Linked DNA regions of Sus scrofa: regions 1 and 2 are each linked to region 3. The links are chromatin contacts, called in public HiChIP or PLAC-seq maps. All regions are on one chromosome and are shown on one strand. Each heading gives the region's core, a stretch centred on a gene start, on an enhancer-like site or on the middle of the called end of the contact. The rest is flanking DNA. Distances are from core to core; before and after follow the strand shown. Region 1 overlaps YPEL2 (protein yippee-like 2). Region 2 overlaps YPEL2 (protein yippee-like 2). Region 3 holds the start of YPEL2 (protein yippee-like 2).

The links. HiChIP or PLAC-seq counts read pairs in DNA pulled down with a chosen protein or histone mark.
Region 1: a contact with region 3 is called in an H3K27ac HiChIP or PLAC-seq map of skeletal muscle. The contact joins the enhancer-like site here to the promoter of YPEL2 in region 3. A contact is called at or near these places in 1 of 5 promoter capture datasets (liver), 5 of 47 Hi-C or Micro-C datasets (brain, embryonic fibroblasts, liver and 1 more) and 2 of 2 datasets of contacts at active chromatin or transcription factors (alveolar macrophages and skeletal muscle).
Region 2: a contact with region 3 is called in an H3K27ac HiChIP or PLAC-seq map of skeletal muscle. The contact joins the enhancer-like site here to the promoter of YPEL2 in region 3. A contact is called at or near these places in 1 of 5 promoter capture datasets (liver), 6 of 47 Hi-C or Micro-C datasets (embryonic fibroblasts, epiblast stem cells, heart right ventricle and 2 more) and 2 of 2 datasets of contacts at active chromatin or transcription factors (alveolar macrophages and skeletal muscle).

The regions. Positions count from the first base shown.
Region 1 is chr12:35,631,489-35,634,906 of Sscrofa11.1, reverse strand. It overlaps YPEL2 (protein yippee-like 2), which reads right to left. Exons shown (of 5, transcript XM_003131686.6): 3 at 586-629. Among named protein-coding and RNA genes, the nearest start is that of YPEL2, 60 kb to the right of the region's middle. Within about 2 kb of position 1,381, at least 20 of the 83 cell types and tissues checked have an H3K27ac peak or open chromatin away from gene starts, as enhancers often do. A contact at or near this core is called in liver and skeletal muscle, where this site is marked.
Region 2 is chr12:35,614,071-35,617,248 of Sscrofa11.1, reverse strand. All of the region lies in intron 2 of YPEL2 (protein yippee-like 2), which reads right to left. Among named protein-coding and RNA genes, the nearest start is that of YPEL2, 43 kb to the right of the region's middle. Within about 2 kb of position 1,393, at least 29 of the 83 cell types and tissues checked have an H3K27ac peak or open chromatin away from gene starts, as enhancers often do. A contact at or near this core is called in alveolar macrophages, omental adipose tissue and skeletal muscle, where this site is marked.
Region 3 is chr12:35,571,467-35,575,029 of Sscrofa11.1, reverse strand. YPEL2 (protein yippee-like 2) reads right to left here and starts at 1,882. Exons shown (of 5, transcript XM_003131686.6): 1 at 1,402-1,882.

The sequences.
Region 1 (3,418 bases), core at 132-2,631, 60 kb before region 3:
AATGAGCCCAGGGATGTCAATTGTGACAGTTCAGTCTTGTCCTGATCACAAGGATGGCTGAGCCCCGTCTATCAAATATACCAGACTCCTTCACAGAGCACCTTTTATCTCAAGCTGAACACGCCAGATTTCCATTTTCACAGTTCATCAGGCTTGCTTCCTCAGAGCAAGCAGTAAATGATGCTGCCGATGGCTGTGGGCTGGGGGAGCCTGTGCATCTGCAGCAGAGGATGCGGGCGCTTCACTAACTCCACGTTACTGAGGCTCCTCCTCCAGCACATCCCCGTGTCTTCTGTTCACCCTCCTTCTCCTCTCCAGTGACATGTCTCAGATCTAGTTACAGGACCTCTGTGTTGAGGAGACTACTGCCCTCTAAGCTTATGGCAGGCAGCGACTGTATTATTTTCAGCCAAAGATGCTGCTCCCCAAAGTCCCCTGAGGATGACTGGCTACCAATTGTGGTGAGTGATGCTCCATGAGGGTGGGGAGGCAGAGAGGACAGGTCCCGTTGTTTTAATGATCATGGCTTTCCCCTCCCCTCGAAACTTGCACCGAACAATGGGTGTACCATTCAGAGACACTCACACTGAGTTAAAGAGGTATGCTCGTCCTTGACTTCCTTGGAACGACTGAAATGCAAGAAAACAAATTGATAGTTAGATACCATTTACCCACCCATTCGGGAAACCAGCCCCCAACTGCAACAGTCAGGACCTTGCAGTGCTGACACGGCAAAAACGGAGCAGTGAGCCATTCAACAGTCCAGGTGGCAGTTGGCGTGGCGGGAGGAGAAGGCAGAATAAATAAGCAGAGCTACAGACTCCAGCCACTTCACTTGGGCTGTTTTCACCAGCCCAGGTAAGAAGATATAAACCACCAAACCCACACTTCTCACTGGTCCTGCTTTCTTGGAGAGCCTCACGGCTCTAACAGTGACAAGAGTCCTCAATGGCAGCACCGGGCTGCTCCTTTTGAGGTGTCAGCAACTTGATCTCTGTATCACAGTAAGGCTCATTAAGCAAGAATCCCATTTTAACTTCTAGCTTAAATACGAGCCTTCTTTCTTGTGGTCGGAGGATAGCAGAGAACGAGAAACAGGAGCCAGAGCTTGCCATGCGTCTACTTCCATTAGCACGGGCCCTGTCCGTCTTCTCGTCCTCCAGTTACACTGAAATGTCTGGCTGACATGAGCCAGCCATGTCCTGCCTTGCTGTCTGCATTTTTAATGTGATTGACAACTGTACCCTGAATTAAACATCCTAGTCTGCACTCAAGACCATTCTAAAAATAAACAAACAAATACAGGACTCTCCCATGACCTCTGTTACTCAGTGGCTGGAGAAATCCAGAGTTGACTGGTTAACAGATGACCAAAGGGTAGGAGAGAACCAGACAGGACACAGATGACTGCACAGGAGACAGTTGTTGTCAGAAACACAGGACTTTAGGGATCAGTGCTGCCAGCCAGAGAAAAAGGTCCAATTCTTGACTTGTGTAAAAACGCCTCTGCGGTCAGCTGGATTGCCAAACTGGCTGGCTGCCTCCAACATACAAATGCACCAGAAGCCTTGGCTCCCAGGGGCAGCTCCAAGGAGCAAGCTGGTGTCCCCAGCTGCTTCTCTGGCCTAAACCAGCTCTCTTTCCTTTGGGTCTTGAAACATCCCTGGGGAACCTAAGAGCTCCAGCCTGGAACTGAGTGTGAATCAAAGCCATGGCCTGGAAACCTGGAACCTGGAAGGCTATGCCAAGTGTCTGGATGAGACGATGTCCCAGGGACAGAGACCATAGATCTGGCCAACCTGTTAGTTGAACCTTGGAGCACAAAGACACCCAAGTACCACCAGGATAGCAAAAGCTTCAGTATCTGGTCCCACCAACCTCTGCAGTCTCTTCTTCCATACTTTTCCACTGGGTCCTTTGCTCTAGTCAGGACAAACCACGTGCAATTCCTGGAACGAACTTGCATTTCACCAACTTTGCCCAACTTTGCTTCCTTCAGTTGGGGAGGCTCTTCCACCTGACCAATCCTAAGGCTCGGCTTCCTCTCCCTCCTAAGCACTTGGCTCAGCTTCCTCTCTTTCCTAAGGCATTCTCTGACCTCCCCAGGATGAGCACCCAGTGGCACCCAGGTACTGGACTTTTCTTGCCCCCCTGCCTGTCCCTCCTGTCCTTTTTTGGAGCTCTCAGCATACTGGATAGATTGTCGATTTAACTTGTCAAGGAGTCAGCTGCCTCTAATTTCCTTTTTTTTTTTTTTTTTTTTTTATTTTTAGGGCCACACCCAAGGCATATGGAAGGTCCCAGGCTAGGGGTGGACTAGAACTGGAGATGCTGGCCTATGCCACAGCCACCGCAACAAGGGATCTGAGCTGCATCTGCGACCTACACCACAGCACACGGCAACACTGGATCCTTAACCCACTGAAGAGGCCAGGGATTGAAACTGCGTCCTCATGGATGCTGGTCAGATTCATTAACTGCTAAGCCACGAGGGTAACTCCTCATTTCCTTTTTTTTTTTTTTTTAATGGCTTTATTGCTATCTAACAGACATATAATAATAAACTGTGCATATTTAAAATGTACCATTTGATGAGTTGTGCATCTGCATATACCTGCAAAACCATCACCACAACATGATAATGGACTATCATACCCAAGTTTCCTCGTGTCCCTCTGAATCCAGCTGTCCCTTCCCTCCTCATCCTCAGGCAGCCCCTGTCTACTGTCACTATAGTTTATATTTTCCATAAGTTTTAATACATGAAATCAGACATTAAGTAGTGATTTCTGCCTGACTTCTTTCATGCTTCATAATTCTTTTACGATTCACTGCCTATATCAATAGTCCATTCTCTTTTTAATAATGAATCATATTCCAGTCTATGAACTTAACCACAGTTCATTTATTTTTTGGTTGGATTTTAATAAAGGATTTGGACTAACAGAACTCCAAGTCCCCTTTCAGCTCCAAAATTATATTCTCTTACAGTTCCGTGGTCCTACAGTATGGATAATTGGGAATGTCATCCTCTAAGAAACATATGTTGGAGTTCCCATCATGGCTCAGTGGCTAACGAATCCGATTAGGAACCATGAGGTTGCGGGTTCAATCCCTGGCCTCGCCCGGTGGGTTAAGGATCCAACCGTGGTCTGTGGTATAGGTTGCCATGAGCTGTGGTATAGGTTGCAGATGCGGCTCAGATCCCACGTTGCTGTGGCTCTGGTGTAGGCTGGTGGCTACAGCTCTGATTCGACCCCTAGCCTGGGAACCTCCATATGCTGCAGGTGCGGCCATAGGAAAAACAAAACAAACAAACAAAAAAACCATCTGTCAAGACCTTCAAATTAGAGCTTAGAAGTTGGTTATGGGAAAACAGATTCTAGAAGAAAGCAGGTTGGAAAAAGATAACAGGAAG
Region 2 (3,178 bases), core at 144-2,643, 43 kb before region 3:
AAGGACCAGCCAGTTGGACCACAGAGTGGGTGTTTCCATGCAAATTCCAGCATTTTCAAGTTGCTCCATGAACTGAACCCAGCCAGGACAGCAAGCGTGTGTGTGTGTGTGTGCAACCAGCTCTTTGATTAGGTCTAGAGAGGGACTCAATTAGCATCATGGAAAACACAGCAGATTTCAGAAAGGAAAGGTCAGCCACAAGGCCTAGCATTTGCTATCAGTCATCTGCCAAGCAGGAAGTGCTACTCAGATCTATTTTTAATCATCTTCCCTAGGCAAAGGCTCCTGGGAGAAGGCAGAGGCCAGGCTTATTCCAAGAGAAACATTTAATTGCTACCTTTCTGTACACATTTGTAAAGAGTCTCTGGATACTCTGGATAGCATTTTAAATATATTCTGGAATTGACAAAGCATTAATTGAGGGAGTTCCCATTGTAGTGCAGCAGAAACGAATCCGACTAGGGTCCATGAGGATGTGGGTTCGATTCCTGGCCATGTTCAGCGGCTTAAGGATCTGGCATTGCTGTGAGCTATGGTGAAGGTCGCAGATGAGGTTCGTATCCTGTGTAGCTGTGGCTGTGGTGTAGGCTGGCAGCTCTGATCCAACCCCTAGCCTGGGAACTTCCACAGGCCGCAGGTGCAGCCCTAAAAAGCAAAAAATAAAAAATAAACATATTCTGGACACCAATTTATACACAGAGGCTCAGTTCCTGGGTCTATCACTCTGGCACCTACCTCCTAGGAGGCCACGGTTGGAGAATCCTTCTTGGGAAAGTTACCAGAGACTGTCCGGACTAACTCCATATAACGTAATCATCCTTGTAACCAGGTTCTAGATATTTCCTTTGGTTGCAAGTGAGGGGGAAGGGAGGAGAAGAGGTGAGAGTCCAGGGTACCCATTCACTTCCCAAAACAGTGAGACTGGAGAAGCTAACTGTGCAGACTTCCTGGTCACTCCCATTTTTATTTTAAGGCACCTAACACTTCAGAAAGGTAAATTTAAACAAACCAGTTCAGGAGTTCCCAACGTGGCTCAGCGGGTTATGAACCCGACTAGTAGCCATGAGGAGGCCTCACCCAGTGGGGTTAAGAAGCCGGGCATTGCCGCAAGCTGCATACGTTACAGATATGGCTCGGATCTGGGACTGCTGTGGCCTACCTAGACCCCTACCTAGCCTGCGAACCTCCATGTGTCTTGGGTGCAGCTTAAAAAGACAAAAAATAAAAATAAAAAAACCCAGTGCATCCAGCAGGAACTCATTTCCAACTCAAGATCTGAATTGGCTGAAAGAAAGGAGAAAAGTTCCATCTCTACTCACAGGGACTCAGTCGGTGCTGTGTGGCTGGGTCCACCCAGGCCCGGGAACATTTTGTCCACTGGCTTCTTCCCCCTCCCAACTCATAGCAGCCCTCGTGTCTCACTTGCGTCCAGCCCGAGGAATGAACCATCTCTGCGAGGTCTGGACAGGGAGTCTGGCACAGCCATGGCAGATTGTGCAGAAACAGAGCCTGGCTCAGGAACCCCTGCAATCTCCCAGCCCACACACTGAACACAGAGTTTCCTTGTCTCTTGACACTTACAAACTTTCAGCCTTCAATTTCCGCCCCAACGTAAAGCCTGAGCATACGTACAATTAATTGTGCCTCGGCCAAGTCAAGTTCCATTTGCCAATAAAGGACTGCGGCCAGGCAGCTAGCCACCACCCAGGGCTTGCCCGGTCAAACACAAAACTGGGGAGCTGCAGGACCCACTGTACCCCTTGACAAAGGGACAAAGGGGTCTGCTGCAGGTTTTACCCACCTCCCCACTCCCGCTCCTCCCTCCTCTTAGGAGCTTATCGGAGAGGCTGATGGGAAAGCTAAGCTGAAAGGGCACCTTGGCTGTGGGATCTTTGCCTGAGGATGTGAAATAAGAGACTGGGTATTTGGGGCAACTTAACACCAGCAGGAGCCCAGCCAGAGGGCCAGGACGAAGGGACTGAATAGAGCAGACATGTGCTTCGCAGGAGACCTAACTCCCCTGGCAGGGAGGGGGTGGCTGTCACCCCTCCCCCCCCCCGGCCTGGAACTCTGCTCTAGTGAGCAGAGGCACACATGTCCCTGGGGAAAAAAAAGGCCACTGCACAGGGTCACTCCCCCTGACCCAGTTGGACCACAAATTAAGTATGGCTTCTGAGCCCTGCTGACTCTAGCGTTCCTCTTCTTTCTGATTTCAGGAGTAAAGGGAGGTAAGCAGTAAACAGCTTAAAAAAGAATCATTCTTCTGCCTGTGAAGATGACCTGTGCTCTTCCACTGCCCCCTCCCCAGTTTTCCTGGGCTGTATGTGTCAGGAAACCCACTAATAAGCAAACAAACACCCCCCACAAAGGAAATCTGGGGTATCATGTTTAGTCCAAGTGCTAAACCCCAGGAACAGGAAGTTACCTGGAGATTTCACAGCCAGGCAGACAGCCTGGGATGGACCCAGCAAGAGGGCTGGGCTAAGCTCCTCTGCTAATTCAGAGCAAGATATGGGCCCTATGGTAGAGCACTTAGGGGCATAGACTAGGGGGTCACACCTGAATTGCAACTCTGGTTCTATCACTTTGAGCTGGGTTCTCTTGGTCAGCTCAACTTGGCTAGGCCCCCCTTTCTTCATCTGAAAATGGGAACAATAGGAGAAACGGGAACCCTCCGACACTGTTAGTGGGACTGTGTGTAGCCATTGTGGAAAACAGTATGGAGGGGCCTCAAAAAACTGAAAGGAGGAGTTCCCGTCGTGGCGCAGTGGTTAACGAATCCGACCAGGAACCATGAGGTTGTGGGTTCGATCCCTGGCCTTGCTCAGTGGGTTAACGATCCGGCATGCCGTGAGCTGTGGTGTAGGTTGCAGACGCAGCTCGGATCCCGCGTTGCTGTGGCTCTGGCGTAGGCCAGTGGCTACAGCTCCGACTGGACCCCTAGCCTGGGAACCTCCATATGCCGTGGGAGTAGCCCAAGAAATGGCAAAAAGACAAAAAACAAAACAAACAAACAAAAAAAACTGAAAGGAGAGTTGCCATAAGATCCAGCAATCCCAATCCTGGGCATATATCTGGATAAAAGGCTAACTCGAAAAGATACATGCACCCCAACATTCACAGCAGCACCATGTGCGATGGCCAAGACTTGGAAGCAACCTAAATGTCCACTGACCCA
Region 3 (3,563 bases), core at 633-3,132:
CAGGCTCACTTGCTCACAAGGCCCTGAATCAGGAAAGCACGGGAGAGCATCAAGCAGGTGAAGTCCCACCCTAGAGCCAGAGACAAAAGTTGCCTTGGGCAAATCACTTAAATTCTCAATTCAATCCCCTAGGTTCCTCCAAGGCTTATGCTACGTGAGCAAGTGGAGCACAGAGAATAAAACAGTTTCCCTTTTCGTTCCATGCAGGGAATTGCACATCTTGCTGGACCCGAAGAGAGGAACATGGGAGGAAGAGCAGGAGAAAAAAAAAAAAAAAAAAAAAGATGAGTAGCTAGCTGTTGTGTCAGATTTTTGGACTTACTGAAAAGAGCCTCAAGCCCCTTGGACAAACTGACAAGGAGGCGAAAAAGCAGAAATCCCAGCAAAGCCCAGGAGCAGTTTCCTGTACCATTCACGGCCTCAGAGCTGTGGGAGGGTCAGCTACATGCAGAACAGAGGACACTCACTCTCTTGGCTTTGTAAGCTCTTGTAAGCTGAGAGTGAAGTCAAAAGTGGCAGTCTCCTGGGCTGGGTCCAAAAGAACAGGTGGTTCCCCCCCACCCGTCAAAGAGAGAAAAACCACCACTTGGATAAAGGCACCCAGAGAGGTCAGTGGCCAAGGAGGATGAACTTGAAGCAGTGAGAGGTTGGGGCTGCCCCTCAGCACCAGTTCCTGGGAGGTACTCGCTGGAGAGGCCCCTACATTCCGGCGGGCAGGAGAGCACTCGCGCCCACCCCCTTGGCAAGGGCACTGGGGAGGCGCCGGGAAGCGGCCAGGCAGGAACTCGGCTGCGGTTACCTCGGCCCGGAGCTGGCCAAGCGCTCCTGGGAGTTTCGAGGGCGGCCAGTCCCCCGAAGGCGGGGGCACTGAGGGCGGCGCCCCCAGATCCAGTGTCTCCTGCGGAGACTTAGCGTCCTCGGAGACAGAAAACGCCCGTAGTCCCTACCCTGCCCCCCACGGAGTTTGAACTACGGGAACTACGCTAAGGAAGCAGCAGCAACTGAGTCTCCAGGTTCCCTCCACCCTACCCTCGCCGCCTAGCCGCGCGCCCCAGACTAGCCTGGCTCGCCACACAGGTCCTCAGCCCCGACCGGGGAACCCGGGCCACCTGGGCTCCCGCCGCGGGCCGCCGCCTGAGCTCCGCAGTGTTTGTAAACAAACCGGTCACGTGGCCCCGGCGGCCTGCTCCCCGCCCCCTGAGCCCGCGGCCCCCCGGGGAGACCCCCCCCCCAGCCAGACCCCGCCTCGGCTGCGAGGGGCAGAGGGCGCCGCGCGCTCTGGAGAAGCCGGGCCGCAGGAGCCACGGGACCTGAGCCCAGTGCCCGGGGCCGGGCGCCCGAACTGACAGCGCGTCCCACGCCCACGCACGCCCGGCCCGCGCAGCGCTCGCATCTGCTTACCCGGCAGCAGGCAGCCCCGTCCGGCCAGCGCTGAGCTCGGCTCCGCGGGGGTGCGCAGCAGCGAAGGACCGCCCGGCCGGATCCCGGGCTCTGGGCGCGCTCTTAAAGCCACAGTCTCCGCCACTGCCGCCGCCGCCACTCCGCATCCCTCCGGGTTGGGGCCGGGGGCTGCCCGGTGACGGACGCACCCCCGCGCCTATCCCCTCGGCTCAGCACATAGCAACACGTCGCGGGTTGGCTCGGCCCGGCCGCAGCCCATCCGCCCTGAGCCAATCAGCGAAGGACGGAACTCCGCCCCCTGCTTCCCCTACCTCCCACCCCCCACACCCCCACCCCTCGGGCCCGGCCGGGCTTGGGTGCGGGGAGTGCGGCGGGTGCCCAGTCTGGCCCGCTGAGGCTCAGCCAGTGGAGCCTGTCCAAGCAGGGCAGCTGGCCGGCGCAACAGGGAGAAAGGGTGATGTGGTTGGGTAGGCTCTCTCGGCGCCCAGGAGGAGACCGTTTATTTGAGTTTGGAGTTTGTCCCCAGGTCAAGGCTGGGATTTTCAGAACCCGGGGAAGGGAGAGGAGAGGCTTTACAGTGCTTCTCCTACTTGGGGCGGCCAAGAGAGTAACTCCCGGCTCACGCCTTAGCCATCCCTAACTCAGAGTCTAAGTTACCTGAAAAGGCTCTCGGGACCCGCAGGAGTTGAGTTTAATAAAGATGGTGACAGCCCGACAGGACCCTAGCCAGGCCCTACTCAAAAGCGAGGCATTTCCCCCTTTTCTCTCTGCTCTGCTTAAATGTAGCTAATTAAAAGTGGGAAAGACACATTCGGGGGACTTATAAGGCAACTAGCCCCCAATTGCTGGCGATTTCCCGATGCTTTTGGAGAGAAATGATTCGCCCAGGAGAATAGGATGGTCAGTGACCACAGGGGAGGCACCCACGTTCTGGGTCAGTGGAGTGGTGCTTTTCAAGGAAGAGAAGGTTAAAAAACAGCCCAGGGCAGTCAGGAAATCTAGGGAGGCACCAGGTGGGTGGGGTGGGACAGTCTCCCAGCAAGAAAACAGGTCAATTTCGGAAAGAATGCTGTCAGGGATCAGGGGCAGAGAGCAGCCCAGCCTTTTCAGCTGCCCACTGTGGTTCTGCAGTCCCTCAGAAAGCAGTAGGAAGCCCCATGTTTTATTGAGTTGCTGTCAGAATGTGAGATGTTTCCGGAGGTGCTGCTGACTTCAATCTCCTTCTACACACTGGTTTGCTCATAAAGGGAGAATGGCACTGGGGTAGGTCCCCAGATGCCTCAAACCAGGTACCCAGGTACCGGAACTCCACCCAGCTGTCTTTAAAATAGATGTGATTCAGTTAATATACTTTGTGTTCAGATTGTATTCAGTTAATACATATTGCATGGTTTGATATGAATCCAGTCCTAATGTTAGTAAAAAACAAACAAACAAAAAAAACCCCATCAAATCTGCAGTTCTCTGTAAGCAGGAACAGGTCACTGTTCACAAGCAACAAACTTGGAAAATCTAAAACAGAAAAAAAAATGCTTTTCAGATAAGAAAAATTCATGACCAAGAAAGGTTTAATAATTAATCTTTAGAGGTGGTAGATTCTTTAGGTGATCCAGAGCTTGATTTCTGCCCTGATCTGCCATGTGGGCATATTTCTTTATCTCTCTAGGCCTTAGTTTCCACTGTTTAAAACAAAGATTGAAATAGGATCATCTCTAAAGTCCCTTCCCCCTCTAAAATCTAAGCAGGGCCAGGAAGTCAAACTTGTTACAACATTTCAGGCTATATTCTCCTAGTGAATATTGGTGTTGCCAGATCACCTCTTCCCATCAGTGGATGTTGCTTTAGTTTAGCATCCTAGGATGTGGGTATGTTATGTAACAAGATTGGTGGCTACTGTTTCTGTTTAAATAAAAGATAATGTTAGCAAAGGAGGACAAGCCTGGGGCCCAGGTTCAGAGGGAGATCTGAGGACCCCTGCAGGCCTGCTGTGTGTATGCAGGGAACTGGAAGAGTCAAACAGGCTGCAAAAGACCAGGAGACAATAGAACCAGCCAGGCAGCCAACAAAAAAGATATAATAAGCCTCATCATGCCTCCTCCCAGTCAAAAGAGCCAAGCATTGTGAGTTGTTAGGCAAGAAGATAGAAGTGAAACAAAGTAGTA